2 separate regions of the Mus musculus genome follow, and region 1 is linked to region 2. The links are chromatin contacts, called in public promoter capture Hi-C maps. All regions are on one chromosome and are shown on one strand. Each heading gives the region's core, a stretch centred on a gene start, on an enhancer-like site or on the middle of the called end of the contact. The rest is flanking DNA. Distances are from core to core; before and after follow the strand shown.

Evidence for each region. Capture Hi-C pulls out chosen DNA fragments and counts their contacts.
Region 1: a promoter capture Hi-C map of adipose tissue shows a contact between it and region 2. The contact joins two enhancer-like sites. A contact is called at or near these places in 11 of 39 promoter capture datasets (the C10 cell line, the HPC-7 cell line, Sertoli cells and 8 more), 1 of 15 datasets of contacts at CTCF or cohesin (stem cell-derived epiblast-like cells), 83 of 484 Hi-C or Micro-C datasets (the 3T3-L1 cell line, the AML12 cell line, B cells and 57 more), 9 of 115 datasets of contacts at active chromatin or transcription factors (the NIH/3T3 cell line, PVALB interneurons, acute myeloid leukemia and 5 more) and 4 of 9 other capture datasets (adipose tissue, embryonic tail, liver and 1 more).

The regions. Positions count from the first base shown.
Region 1 is chr10:25,256,281-25,258,980 of GRCm38.p6, forward strand. All of the region lies in intron 5 of Akap7 (A kinase (PRKA) anchor protein 7), which reads right to left. Among named protein-coding and RNA genes, the nearest start is that of Gm25016, 8.5 kb to the right of the region's middle. Within about 2 kb of position 1,336, at least 3 of the 459 cell types and tissues checked have an H3K27ac peak or open chromatin away from gene starts, as enhancers often do. A contact at or near this core is called in adipose tissue, where this site is marked.
Region 2 is chr10:25,509,362-25,512,061 of GRCm38.p6, forward strand. All of the region lies in intron 18 of Epb41l2 (erythrocyte membrane protein band 4.1 like 2), which reads left to right. Among named protein-coding and RNA genes, the nearest start is that of Smlr1, 26 kb to the right of the region's middle. Within about 2 kb of position 1,405, at least 13 of the 459 cell types and tissues checked have an H3K27ac peak or open chromatin away from gene starts, as enhancers often do. A contact at or near this core is called in adipose tissue, where this site is marked.

The DNA of each region.
Region 1 (2,700 bases), core at 86-2,585, 250 kb before region 2:
TCACGTTCATTCTGATTGCCTCTAACGCTCACCCTGTGGCCAGTATCTTAGGGTTTTACTGCTGTGAACAGACACCATGACCAAGGCAACTCTTGAAAGGACAGCATTTAATTGGGACTGGCTTACAGAACCTTACAGAGGCTCAATCTATTATCATCAAGGCCAGAGTATGGCAGCATCCAGGCAGGCATGATGCTGGGGGATTTGAGAGTTCTACATCTTCATCTGAAGGCTGCTATGGAGAACATTGGCTTCCATGTGGTTAGAGGAAGGTCTTAAAGCCCACGTCCACAGTAACAGACCTACTCCAACAAAGCCACACCTACTACAACGAGGCTACACCTCCTAACAGTACCACTCCCTGGGCCAAATATATACAAACATCAGAGCCAGCATCACCAGTAGTTTGTGTTCTGTTACAGGAGCAATCGGGAATCACAGTACAGGTTAAAGAAACACAAAGGTTCAATAAATGAATGGAACGCCAAGGTGACCGCAGAAAGGGGGAGGGGTGATAACAAGCCAGATGCCATGAAACACCAATGAAGAAAGATTTCCATAAGGTCAGGACAAGAAGAAAAGATAAAGACCAGGGCACGGCAGTGACACCTCTGGGTCCTGGGTATGATGGGATTGGAGAAATGTACAGCTTCCTCATCAACAGAAACTACCATTTCAGATAAAAAGCTGTCTTTTGGCTAAGCCAAAAAGGCAAGGGGTATTCTCAGAAAATGTCTGGGGAGCCTAGCAGCTAATTTATAAACTGACAAGATTTCATATAACTCATCCAAACAGAATCTGGTCAAATTGCCTGGATGCACATGATGGCTCTGCCATTTACCAACAAGTAAGGAACTTCACCTCATTTTTGTCTATCAGGTAACCAGGTGGGGCTAGGGTGATGAGCCCTACCTCACAGTTTTGCTGAAACTAATGAATTGATACTTGAAAGATGATTAGAGGGACTGGCGAAACAGCTCAGAGGTTAAGAGTACTTGCTGCTCTTGCAGAGGACCCAGATGCAGTACCCAGCACCCACATCCAGAGCATAACTCCGGGTCTATTGGATACAGTGCCCTCTTCTGGGCTACACAGGGACTCGCACATAAGGCACACATACATACAAAACAAAGTAAAAACAATGAATCTTCATTTATAGGTCCAACTGAAAAATCAAGCAAATGAAAAAGGAGACAGAAAGGTTAAGAGAGAAACAAGGAAAGAAAAGAAGCACAGAGAACAACACATGCCAACAGGCAGAGATGAGAGGGAGAGAAGACAGGCCCAGGCTCAGGACAGGGAGCACGGGCAGGAAGGAAGTGCAGCCCAGAAGTACAGCAGTTATTCTGTCCAGAGAGAGCCCAGTGCCGGCCATAGGTGAAGGGTCAGCAGGCTCCTGAGAGAACAACCGCCTGGCCTGCGTTTGGAAACCTTCCATCACTATCTCGGCAGTCTGAGAGACCCAAAAATGCTGGGAATGGAACAATCTCCTTAAAAAAAACCCAGAAATACAGTTTGTCCTCTCCTTCTGGGGGGAAAAACAGCAGTCAAAATAAGAGAAAGCATAATGCTCAAATGAACATTCTAAATCGTTTCATCTTCTATTTTATGAGATAAATGTACTTGGAATCGTTTATCATGCTAACCAAAGGCACTTTTCTCATTGGAGCAAAAATATGCCAAGACCATTGTAATTCTAACAGGCTGAAGTTTTAGCAATCTCTCAATCTAATAACCTTCTTAACAAAATTGCATTTAGCTTAAAAATGAATAAAATTCCATATCCATTTCTATGCACAAAGCCTTTCAGAGCAATTTTCATTATTGTAAATGTAAATAAATGTCATATAAATTCAGTTTTCTGTATCTTTATAATCCCTAAGGCTACAGGATCATGCTAGGAAAAGAGTTGATGCCGTTTCTGGAAAACAAGATGAAGATAGGAAGATGTGAGCCAGAGCCCCTGAAGTGCTATAACTGACATCTCTCCAGGAGCCCCCACCATAAACTCACAGATTCCAGAATGCAAAGATGGGCCCCGCCCCTTCACCCCGCCTACAAAGATGGAATCTGGCCCTTCACCCAACCCACAAAGATGAGCTCCGCCCCTTCACCCAACCCACAAAGATGAGCTCCACCCTTCATCCTATCCGTACAAAATAACCTTTCACATTAGAAGGACAAAAAGAATTTGTAGCAGCAGGTCGGCTTGTATAAAGACTGATAGTGAGGGAAGGGGATATTGTTTACTTTGTTATGTTGAGGTCTCAGAATCCTGTAACAAAAGACAAAGTAACAAGAAAATGCACACAATTTTATTTAGTTTCCTGTGCCTTGGAACCCTTCATAAGAAATTGAAGACCATGCTCTTTCCAATTTCCCCCCAAACCAGGTAAACCTGTGTGATTTTTTTAAGGGGGTTTGACAATGTGGATAGTTATAGAAAAAGAACAATTAGATTAAAATTCTGATCTGATAATATCAGGCTGGGAGAGCTTAGCAAGCCTTCAGAGAAAAGGTCATTCGTTTCCTTCAGGGGTAAGGAAGACAGCATCTCAAATGTAAGCCAGACAACCTGCTTCCAGGGATGGTTAGAAAAGTCCTCCTAAGTTTATAAACTTCTTCAGAGGAAGGGCAGAAGGTCAGAAAGTGACTAGCTGCTTCTCCTCAAATTTGGTCTTTAGTTTAAAATGCCTTTGG
Region 2 (2,700 bases), core at 155-2,654:
TTTTCTGAAATGAGGTGTCTGTGCCATCCTCCAAGCAGAACCACTGTTCATTGAAACAGTTGATGAACGACTTCATGGATACACCTTCTTAATACACACCCCATTTTTTAAATGAATGTAACCTGTTCCCTGTGGTCCGAGAATGATGACAATCACTTTAGTCAAATAACTTTGTCCATAGCAGGAAATCTGTGTCCAAATAATCGTGCCTACAATTCATTCCTTGGCGCAGCAGAACTGTCAACTCTTAGCTTAGCTACTGTGGAGGTAAAATCCTTTGGTGATGTGAGGGACATTGAAGTACAGCCTTCTTACAATGAACTCCAATGTCTAAAAATTGTCCTTATTTTGTGTTTGTACCACAGTTAAGAGCCAAGATTTTAAACTCTACTAAAAACAAAACAAAACAAAACAAATAAACAAGCAAGAAGACTTTACCTATTTATGTTCATTTAATAACATGTCCATCATTTTTATGATTGGTATAAAATATATATTGTGTTGAATAAAGTAAAAAATAAAATAAAAAAAGAAAATGTATATTGATTCTATTTATTTGTTTGTTTGTTTGTTTATATAAGTGCAGTGCTTGTTATAACAGTTATAAAGAGGTAATAATGAGCTGCTTGATGCTTGATTTTAGACTGTAGTCCCAAATGATGAGAAGAGTTGTTTGCTGCCTTCCTCCTCCTCTTTCTCTTCCTCCTTCCTCTTCCCTCCCTTCCTTCCTTCCTTTTCTTCCTTTCTTGTCTTTCTAGCTCTCTGGCTTTTCTTTCTTTCTTTTTTTTTTTAAATGATTTTTAAAAAGGAGAACAAGGTTTTTGGGGGGTGTTGTTGTTGTTTCACAACTTGAAGAAAGGAAAAGAAGTGTTTAGTGGATTGCTTCTGCTGGAGAAGAGGAACAAATGGTAGACAAAGCTTTGAACACAGCATGGTCTCCAAGAAGGCCACTGTTAGATATAAGAACTGCGTGCTTGAGAAAGGCTCTGTGTGTGATGTTTGTAAGCATGGTATTTTAATTACATGTTCCATAATTTACGGGGATTCGTTTGCTTGTTGGTTTGTTTTGGTTTTGGTTTCTGAGGGTTAGAGATAAAGTTGTTGTGGGCGCTCAGTGTGAACTTAGTGTGAGGGGTTTCTAGGAGCTGCCTAGTACACTCATCGTGGACAAGAACCTTGTCTTGGAAGTGAGGCTCCCAGTCTCCCAGACTGTCAGCGGTGCGCGGTCCACTGTTGTCCTCTGGAATCTGGACACCCCTGAACTGGAGGTGGTGCTTGCCTGACTCTTATTTCCCTCTGGGCTTCTTGCTCAAGAGCTGTTTGCTAAGTTCCTTCAGCATTCTAAGCAGGAGAGTGTGAATGTTCCCAGCCATCGTTTCTTTAACTCTCCCCAAAGTGCAGGCCTTCCCATGCTTTGTAAGGACTTTCCCAGCTGAGCAGTGCTGGGTTCAGTTCTGTGTTTCACCTTTTATAGCCTGTTCGCCTTGAAAACTCGTGTTTATGTAGCATTGCTTGTGAAAGGTGAATATAACAAATGTGAAGCATATGGGTAGGAAAATAACACAACCCCAATGTAGATGACTCGGCAGGCTTACCTGCCTGTGAGACCGGGCTTCTCCCAGGCCTCAGCTCTGCTAAAGTGAGGTCCGACCCGGACACTCCCCACCAGGAGCCTGCGGCACGTTCACATCCTCCTTAAAGCTATGTAAGCTTAAATGAAAATGGCTTTCTTGCCAAACAATGATGCTGATTACATAGTGACCCTGGGTGGTCATTCACACGTTTTCTACATCCCCTTCCTTGTGTTCAGAGGAATCTTAGGCTATTCCTTTCTATGAGCTACACACAAAGAGAAACACCTCCTCACGTTGGTATGTCTGCGAGGCGTGCTCTCTTAGGGTCCAGCTCAGCAGCTCTTCCTTCTGTGCTGGGCATGAATCCTGCTCCATTCTGGGAGTAAACAACCTGTTGTTTCTCTTCTGAGCACATTTCTTCCTAATACAACAGTTCTCAGTCTGGTGCAGTGGTGCGGCCTGTTGTTCAAGGTCCGCTCTCAGGAGACTAGATTAGACGGAACCCATGAAGTTCAAAACTAACTGACTCTACTGAGACTCATGCTCACAGTTTTTTCCTGTGATTTTGACAGTGATATTTTCTCATGATCTTTATTATTGCCATAATACATGTTGTTGCATTTAGCTTCTTGAGTTGATATGGAATGAAAGGGTTACAGCCATAATTTAAGATATGGGCTGAAGAGGTGGCTCAACGGTTACAGGATGCTGGCTTTTCTTCCAGAGGACCTGAGCTTGCTTCTCAGTGCCCATCTGGTGGATCATCACTTTTTATAACTCGGTCTAGGAGACCATACACTCTGTCTGGCTTCCAACGACACCAGCATACATGGGTATACAGGCAAACATGCAGGCAAAAATACCCATGCACATTCAGGCGTCAGGTATTGATTATGGCTCTTAGTCTTCCCCTGTGCTTATTAGCTGTACCTGGTTTAATGAGCAAAGCTTCAAGGTGTGCTCCATAGCCTTGCATCAGAGAGAAGCTGTACTGTGATCCGGCAATGCATTTGTCTCCACAGACAGGCCCCCGGGGAAAAGAAACACTGCGCTGCGTTTTGCTGTTTCCAACTACCTGGTTTCCTTAAACAGTGAGAAGACCTGTACCTTAAAGGATTTTTCCTCC